2 separate regions of the Drosophila melanogaster genome follow, and region 1 is linked to region 2. A link is a contact called in public Hi-C data. All regions are on one chromosome and are shown on one strand. Each heading gives the region's core, a stretch centred on a gene start, on an enhancer-like site or on the middle of the called end of the contact. The rest is flanking DNA. Distances are from core to core; before and after follow the strand shown. Region 1 holds the start of tho2 (tho2,). Region 2 holds the start of AP-2alpha (Adaptor Protein complex 2, alpha subunit).

Region 1 (3,865 bases), core at 469-2,968, 1.7 Mb before region 2:
CAGATAATGCAGCAGGATGGTGAGTGGCGGATAAACGAGGAGGGTTTTATATGCCTAGGAAACCTATAAATAACACCTGGTCATTTTGCAGTCTCGATCTGCAAGAAACGTTTCAAGGGAATGCGGGACAGCTACCGGGCAGAGGTGCGCAAGATACAGCAGAAACGAATCGAGATGTCCCACTGGCCATACTTTCGCTCACTGGAGTTCATGCGCCAAATCTTCGATCCGGAGGGCCTGGTGCCCTTTCCACCAGAGCCCTTCGTGATGAACACCGAGCAGCCGGAAGTCTTCGAGCCCACCCGACTGGTTGACTTCGCTATCGATTTGGATTTGGACAATGATGACTCTGTTGACTTTGAAATCATCGAGGACATATTTAAGCGGGAGCCGTCAGTGCCCCAGGACTCTGGCTCGGATAAAGGCTCGCTGATCAAGCCTTTGGATTCTTCATCCTCGGGCGCCCATCGTTCCGATCAGGATCTATCGCCCACATTGCCCATACACTTGCCGCGCCACCAACAATTCCTGCCACGTCCACCCCCGCCTTCGAAGAGAGGACGTCGGAGGAAAACTTCGCCGTCTAACGATGTCCCCTTATTGAATGGATACGCCAGCCAGGCGTCAAAGTCTACCACTGAACCCGATCTAAAGAACGATTCGGACTTGAGTTTCTTGATGAGCATGATGCCGCACGTAAAGTCTCTGTCAGCCATTAGCAATCTTAAGTTTCGAATGGAGATGGCGCGCGTTCTGGTGGAACTCAGGGAGGAGGATCAGCACATGCTCGCGGCGGCGGGACCCGAAGACGTTCTAGAGCGCAGCATGCCCAAACTAACACCAGCCCCGAATTCCAGTTTTGCCACTCAGCTGGAGAAATCCCAGTACCATCTATCCAATTCCAGCTACCAAATCAGTAGCCGAAAAACACCAACTTCGTTTGACTATGTCGACAGCTCCATGGTTGAGTGCGATGTCAAGATAGAGAATGAGCCTCTGCTATGAAGACTTCATACCAAATTTTTACGATTTTACATTCACCAATAATTCTCTAAGGAGTATTCCTTTCATATTGTTACAAGTCTTAGATGAAACCCTACTCATACATGAGTAGTTGTTTGGCAAAATGCCTATCATAAGACCATTATCCACACGCTGAATTGCTTGTAAAATATTGATTTGTATTGTCCAATAATTTAACCATTTTGACTCCGGGTATGCCATTCGCGGGCTGTTTTAAAGCAATTTACACGAAATGGAATATACAAACAAAATAACAGCTGATGCTGATTAAATTTTAAGGTTTAGCTTATCATTGGGATGTCATCTGGAAGGAATTTTAATGGATTTGAATTGATTTAAGATTCTGTTTTCGAATAGACACGTAATAAATATGTGCATACGATTTAAAAAAGGTCCAATGATTTTAAGGTGAGATAATCCTAAAATCGATTCGGTTTCATTTCCCGATGTTCCACTACGAAATGTCAACCATAAATAAAACAAATAAAAGAGGCAACTTGGTCGAAAACAATCTCAGTTCAATTGTAATGAAAATTGACGTCCGGTGCATAATTTATATATAATAATATATATCTATATATATATAAATAATAACAATTCAAGATTATTTGCTAGTTTATGTTCCTTGTCTAACGTTCCAGAAAAAAAGTAACTTGGCATTTGGCAGTCGGACGTTTTCGTTTCGGCGAATGGTATTTAGTTAGGCAGCAGTACGGTCACACTGGCGGAACTAACTAAAAAAAAGTGTGAAAATTTGTCAAATATTTCGACAAGTACAACGATCTAATCGATTCGGGAGCAGAATTCAGCCCCCGCAGCAAAGCGCCCGCGTGTACCACCTGATCCGAGGATGCAGAGATCCACAGACCGGTTGCGCCGGCTGAAAAAGCTGAAGAGCGTTACGGGAGCGCAGGATGGCGTTGGTGGCGGCGATGCGGCGGCGACGGCGGATAATCGGACCTCCGCATCGTCGGACACGAACGGAGCAGCCGCCAGTAGCGGAGCCGGCGGCAATCAGCCAGGCACACTCAATCCGGAGGTCTTCAAGCACTTGGACAAATCCGGACGCAGTGAATTGTACGTGTGTGGTACCACGCTCCGACACCGATGCAAACGCAGCCAGAGATATATGCACACGCGCCCAAACACTCGCACTCGCAGTACAGTGGCTGTCGTCAGTTTGTGTCTTGCTGCTGGATCGACTGTTTGGACTGACTGTTCCTCGTTCCCTAGCTAAATTACACGTTTACTTCTAGCCTGAAGTACCTCAAGCATCAGTTGCAGGATGCGGCGGATACGCCCGTTTACGACAAGAACGGCGTCTTTAAGCAGGGCATCTCCAATGCCATATACCAGCTTCTTTGGCAGACTCTGCGCTTCACTCACAAAAAAGACATAGTACTCCACCTGCTCCTGGAAGTCGTGGTGAGTTGAATTTGTTGTTGTAAAGAAAGATTTATAAGGCATTTACTTCTTAACAATTGTCGCTATATATAACGTTTTCCTATGTTGCAGGCCCTCCATGCGGACTTTCCCAGCCTTATAGTGGACGTGGTTAACATTCTGGACAGCGAAACCTCCCTTATAACCGATGGACTTCAGGAAGAACGACATGCCTTTGTGCAACTTGTTAAAGACTTGGACAGGGTGATTCCAGAAAGTCTTTTGAAAGAACGTTTGGAAATCGATACGTTGCAGGAGGCGGGAATCGTCAAGAACAAGAGCTTTTACTCTAAGTTCATCAAGGTCAAAACCAAGCTATAGTACGTACATATAGTAAAAGCGATTTGAGGTTAATAAAATATATAATCTCTACTTTCCCTTTAAGCTACAAGCAGCGTCGGTTTAACCTTTTCCGCGAGGAGAGTGAAGGGTTTGCCAAGCTTATCACAGAGCTAAACCAGGAGTTCGACGAGAACACCACTCCAGAGAGCATAATGGATATCATAAAATCCCTTATAGGTAAGATAGTTTTGATAGCTATGAGGAAACACAGTCAAACCGACTGCATTAATTGTTAATTGAATTGCAGGCTGCTTCAATCTGGATCCTAATCGTGTGCTGGACATTATTATCGAGTCCTTTGAAACTCGTCCGGATCGATGGAACTTGTTCATACCCCTGCTGCGCAGCTACATGCCCACTGGTGCCATTATTTGCGAAGTCCTCGGCTACAAGTTCTGCCACTTTAAGGACTCCCGCACTCCCCGCTCGTTATATCATGTATGTGCTCTTTTGCTTAAGCATGGCGTCATTGCTCTGAACGATGTATACGTGTGGTTGACTCCAAACGATGGGAGCATTAAGGCGGACTGGGAGGAAGACCTGGCTGATGCCAGGGAAATGGTCCGCAAGCTGAACCTTATACAAACCAATAAGAAGGAAGACGAAAAGGATCCACCACCGCCGCCTTCAGTTAAGAAGTTCAATGAGGTAGATTTAATAAACGTTTTTTGAGGGATTCTACTAACGATATCGTTTTATTCGCAGGAAAAATACAATGCAAACCAAAAATTTGGCCTCTGCGAAGCTTTGCTTAAAGTTGGCGACTGGGAGAATGCGTACAAGATCATCCAGAAGCTTCCCGAGCAGGCGGTTGTATTGCAGGAACCCATTGCCCGTGCCATTGCCGATCTGATTCACCTGTCCGTGGAGAATATTTATTACAAAAAGTGTTTTAAGGCTCCCGCAGGACGTAGGCCGAGCCGCAATCGCCTGTATGAGGATTCCAAGTTGGTGGCCAAGATGCAGGCAAAGGAATTCGGCGACTTAAGGAAGTACACCTGGCCGATGGCTAACGTGTTGGGACCTGCCATGCACTACGACACTGTGCTGATGTACA
Region 2 (3,787 bases), core at 950-3,449:
TGGATGCGTCCCAGATGATCGTCGTCTTGTCCACGCCAGCCGAGAGGATGTAGTTGCCGCACTTGTTCCACTTCAGAGCAAAGATCGGACCCTTGTGTTGTCCCAAAGTAGAAGCAAGTCGACCGTCGGTTTTCCAAATTCGGGCGTAACCATCGTAGCTGCCGGTGGCGAGCAAGGAACCATCGCACTGCAAAAACGAGAATAGATTAAGTAAGGATCAGAAATCAAACTTTGCAAGGCTTAAGTGCCAAGATCTTCGACTTACATTCCAGTCCAGAGAGGTGACGTCCTTGTTGCTAGGCACCTCAGCGCCGCCTTTCTGGATGCAGTGGCGCAGCACCAACTGGTTGGAGTTAGTGTTTGCATCGGACATGTCCCATATCCTAGCAGTGCTGTCTCCCGAACCGCTTGCCAGTAAATCCCGGCTAGGATTCCATGCGCAGATAAACACCTCGCTTTCGTGGCCGCGTAATACACGAGCCTTGGATTCGGGTATTTCGATGTTCTCGTCAATGTCCATGGGAACAAGAGCTGCGGGAGTCCCAGCACCTCCGCTGGTAGACGAGGAGATGGTTCCACTGGGAGCAGAGCTTTGAGCATTGGACGAACCAGACTGCACGTTGTTTCCTTGGGCTCCTACGCGAATCGTAACCGCTCCACTTGGCGCCTTTGATCCTGTTGCAGTCGAAGCTCCGCCCGATGCTGCTGCGTCCGGATTGGAGGTTGATACAGTTCCACCAGCGGGCGTCAGCCCGCTTGTAGGTTGTTCTACGCTGCTGGAAGTGCTGCTATTGCCATTTGTGGATGTTGAGGAGGCTGCATCATCGGTACTGGTAGCATTTGCATTGCCTGCATTGCCACTAGATGAGCTTCCCGCTTCATTCGAGTTCTGGGATTTCTTTTGACTTGCCCCAGGTGCTGCCAAATCTCCACCAGCTGGTGTGCTTGTGCTATTAGATCCTCCAGTACTGGCCTGGTTCCCTCCAGCTCCATTGTTTCCGGCGTATGTGCCGCCAGCATTATTTGCCGCATTTCCACTGGAGTCTACCTCGCTTGCCGACTGATCGGTTGGTGTGCTTGTGCCCGTGGTGCTGCCAGCAATTTTGTTTCCACCTGCTGAGCCCGCCACTCCGGTACCCGGTTCTATTTTTATCTCAGGCTTGGCATTGTTGTTCTGGTTGCCACCGGCAGGGGCAGAAGAGTCGACTGCCCCGGGTTTTCCCGGCTCTGTTTTCACAATGGGCTTGAGTGGCTTCACCTCCGGCATGACAGCGTCTATTAGAGAGAGTCCTTCAATGGGTCGCGCCACCTCGCCGTCTTCGCCTACGCTCCACTCCACTTCAGTGTACAGAAGACCCTTCTGCAGGATGGTGAGCAAAGCGGCAGGTGGAACCAATGCGCCATTGATATTACTTTGCGAGATGTGTGACTCAATGCCAAACACGTAGGCCGAGTGCAGAAAGCCTAGAAAACGGGATTGCATGAGATTAGGGCGGGCTGTTATCTTGCGATTGGAGGGTTTTACTCACCCGACTCCTGCAGGTATCGGTAAACCAGAAAGTTCACCTCGTCGCTGGAAAAACTCATGACGGAACGCGGTTGGCTCCTTCTCCTACTACTAGCGCACTCCAAAATCCACTCCTATCTCCAATGCCAATTATGTTTTTACGGTGCGAAAATCGGAACTGTGCTGCGTAACACATGCGTCTGCATTCGGCACGCTTATCACTTCGGCGCAAGCCACGGTATCCGGTGCTACTCCTGGTACTTGGATCGATCTGGTCGGTCCTGTGTTTTCAATTCTGCCAGTTTGCTGCTTGCCGCAAGAGCACTTCACATATTTTTTCCACAAATAAAACCGAGGGATCGAAAACGCGTTTCTGAAACGCGCAAAAAAATGGCGGAGTAATCTCAAGGTGTGCGCTGCGAGAGGTTGCGCAGCCTTGTGTTTTGTGACGTCACAAGTTTTGACAACAACTTAATCAAATTTGAGTCATATTTTTGTATTGCACCAAGCGTTACCTTAAAGGATAGAACGGAAATTTATTAGCCATAAAAACAATTAAGAAGATATTTTTGGATTTCTGCTTGGAGCAAAAGGTAAAAAATTCTTAAAGCGAATTGTCGTCTCTCTTCGTCCATCCCTGTGTACCCATCCCTCGAAGTAATCATTGTATTTCAACCCAACGCTCTACTGGTCACACCAATCGTTCCACCCGCGCCCGCTAGATGGCTCCACTCTTAGGCAGCGAGAGCGAAGAAAAATCAATAGAAATTTTCATTTTAGTGAATTGCCCTGCACTTGGTAATAGTTAACAAACAAATTAGCGGCAAATCAGCGAGGCGAAGCTCCAGCGAGTTGGAGTTCCATAAAGTGCAACACGCAGGGTCAAACATTCCGCAGCCAACACCCCGGATTCCGATTCCAAGCGAAGCCAACTTCAGAAGTCAGAGATTACTCTCTCTGCTCCGCCACAGAAATTCCGCAACGCTAACCGATTTTGTCCGCTGGCGAGTAAAAAAAATCGGAAAAGTAAGCTCAAAAAAAAAGAACAGCTAACATACGCCCATTAATGTTTTTGGAGGCTTCTTCGGTGCTTTTTTTTTTGGGCAAAACGCCCTCGTCATCCAGCGGTGAAAAAAGTGACGTGACATGAAAGCAAAGAAAGAAGAGAACCGAAGAGCGCAGTGAAAAACAGAAAATAAAACGAAACGGAAAGCAAAGTAAAAAGTATACTACAGAAACAAAAGCCGGTGGTCGCGCAAATCCAAATAATAATGCCCAAGTGCACATCGACTTCGCCAGGCGATAAAAAGTGGGCGAGCGAGGTCACAGAATCTTTATCAACGGGCAAAACGCTGCCAAGTTGAAAATAAATCGGTTGCCAAAAATGCGGGGGTACACTCTACTTCCACCAGAAAATGTCAAAGTTCGCCAGCCATTGGGTGCACTGGCCGGAAAATCAATCACGTAGTCCACTATTTACCGTTTAAAAGTTCTGAGTTTATTAAACATTGGATTTTTTATACATATAAATCGTTATCAGCGCTTGATGCTCAGTGAAATGTGTGGTGCATACATATTTTGTGGCGTTTTCGTTATCAAAAGTAAAACTGCAATACGGACTTTCAAAATAGAAGCTGTATCAATGTGTTGGCATGCACAATAAGCTACTCCCTGGCTAAATACAAATTGTTATCCAAAATACCTTTTGTTTGAATAATATACGTTTGTTAACACAAATACTAAAACGTAATCATAATACTAAGTTTTCCCATTCCCACAACCCACAATAAATAGAGTATCGTTTCCCCTTTCAGGTCCCAAGGAACGGCCGAGATCCAATCGAAGTAAAAAGAGCTTTGCAGAACCAGAGCGGAGAGCAACTATATATCTTAGGGTCCGACGTCGAGTTCGAGCGATAAGAACGCCTCGAGACTCGGCCGCCATCCATTGACGATTTTCTTGCGCCCCCAGTTTGCATAAAACCAGCGAAAATTAACAAGCTAACTACCATGGCGCCGGTGCGGGGGGATGGCATGAGAGGCCTGGCCGTCTTTATATCGGATATAAGGAACTGTAAGTGCAGATCTCTTGGGTAACCAGCATTAAATCCAATTGAGCGGGTCGCAACAAGAGATTTTCCATAGGGGCGGAATCAGCGCCATTACTTGATCAATTACCAGGAGCAGCGCACTGACAAAAACGTGGGGCGGTACAAAAACGCAGGAACAGTAAGCTCTCTGCCAGATGAATTACAAAATATTGGCTACTTTTCTTCTCCAT

The links. A called contact is a pair of places that touch in the nucleus more often than the background predicts.
Region 1: a Hi-C map of the OSC cell line shows a contact between it and region 2, with 6 times the contacts expected there. The contact joins the promoter of tho2 here to the promoter of AP-2alpha in region 2. A contact is called at or near these places in 14 of 107 Hi-C or Micro-C datasets (the Kc167 cell line, the OSC cell line, embryo and 5 more).

The regions. Positions count from the first base shown.
Region 1 is chr2L:2,143,040-2,146,904 of dm6, reverse strand. It overlaps tho2 (tho2,), which reads left to right and starts at 1,718. Exons shown (of 15, transcript NM_164454.2): 1 at 1,718-2,100; 2 at 2,280-2,448; 3 at 2,539-2,786; 4 at 2,852-2,985; 5 at 3,056-3,456; 6 at 3,514-3,865. The coding sequence starts at 1,874. CG11723 reads left to right here. Exons shown (of 2, transcript NM_001272977.1): 1 at 1-19; 2 at 92-1,608. The coding sequence ends at 1,005.
Region 2 is chr2L:413,189-416,975 of dm6, reverse strand. It overlaps AP-2alpha (Adaptor Protein complex 2, alpha subunit), which reads left to right and starts at 2,199. Exons shown (of 9, transcript NM_057471.6): 1 at 2,199-2,533; 2 at 3,322-3,580. The coding sequence starts at 3,517. ebi reads right to left here and starts at 1,909. Exons shown (of 3, transcript NM_057981.4): 1 at 1,530-1,909; 2 at 266-1,464; 3 at 1-187. The coding sequence starts at 1,587.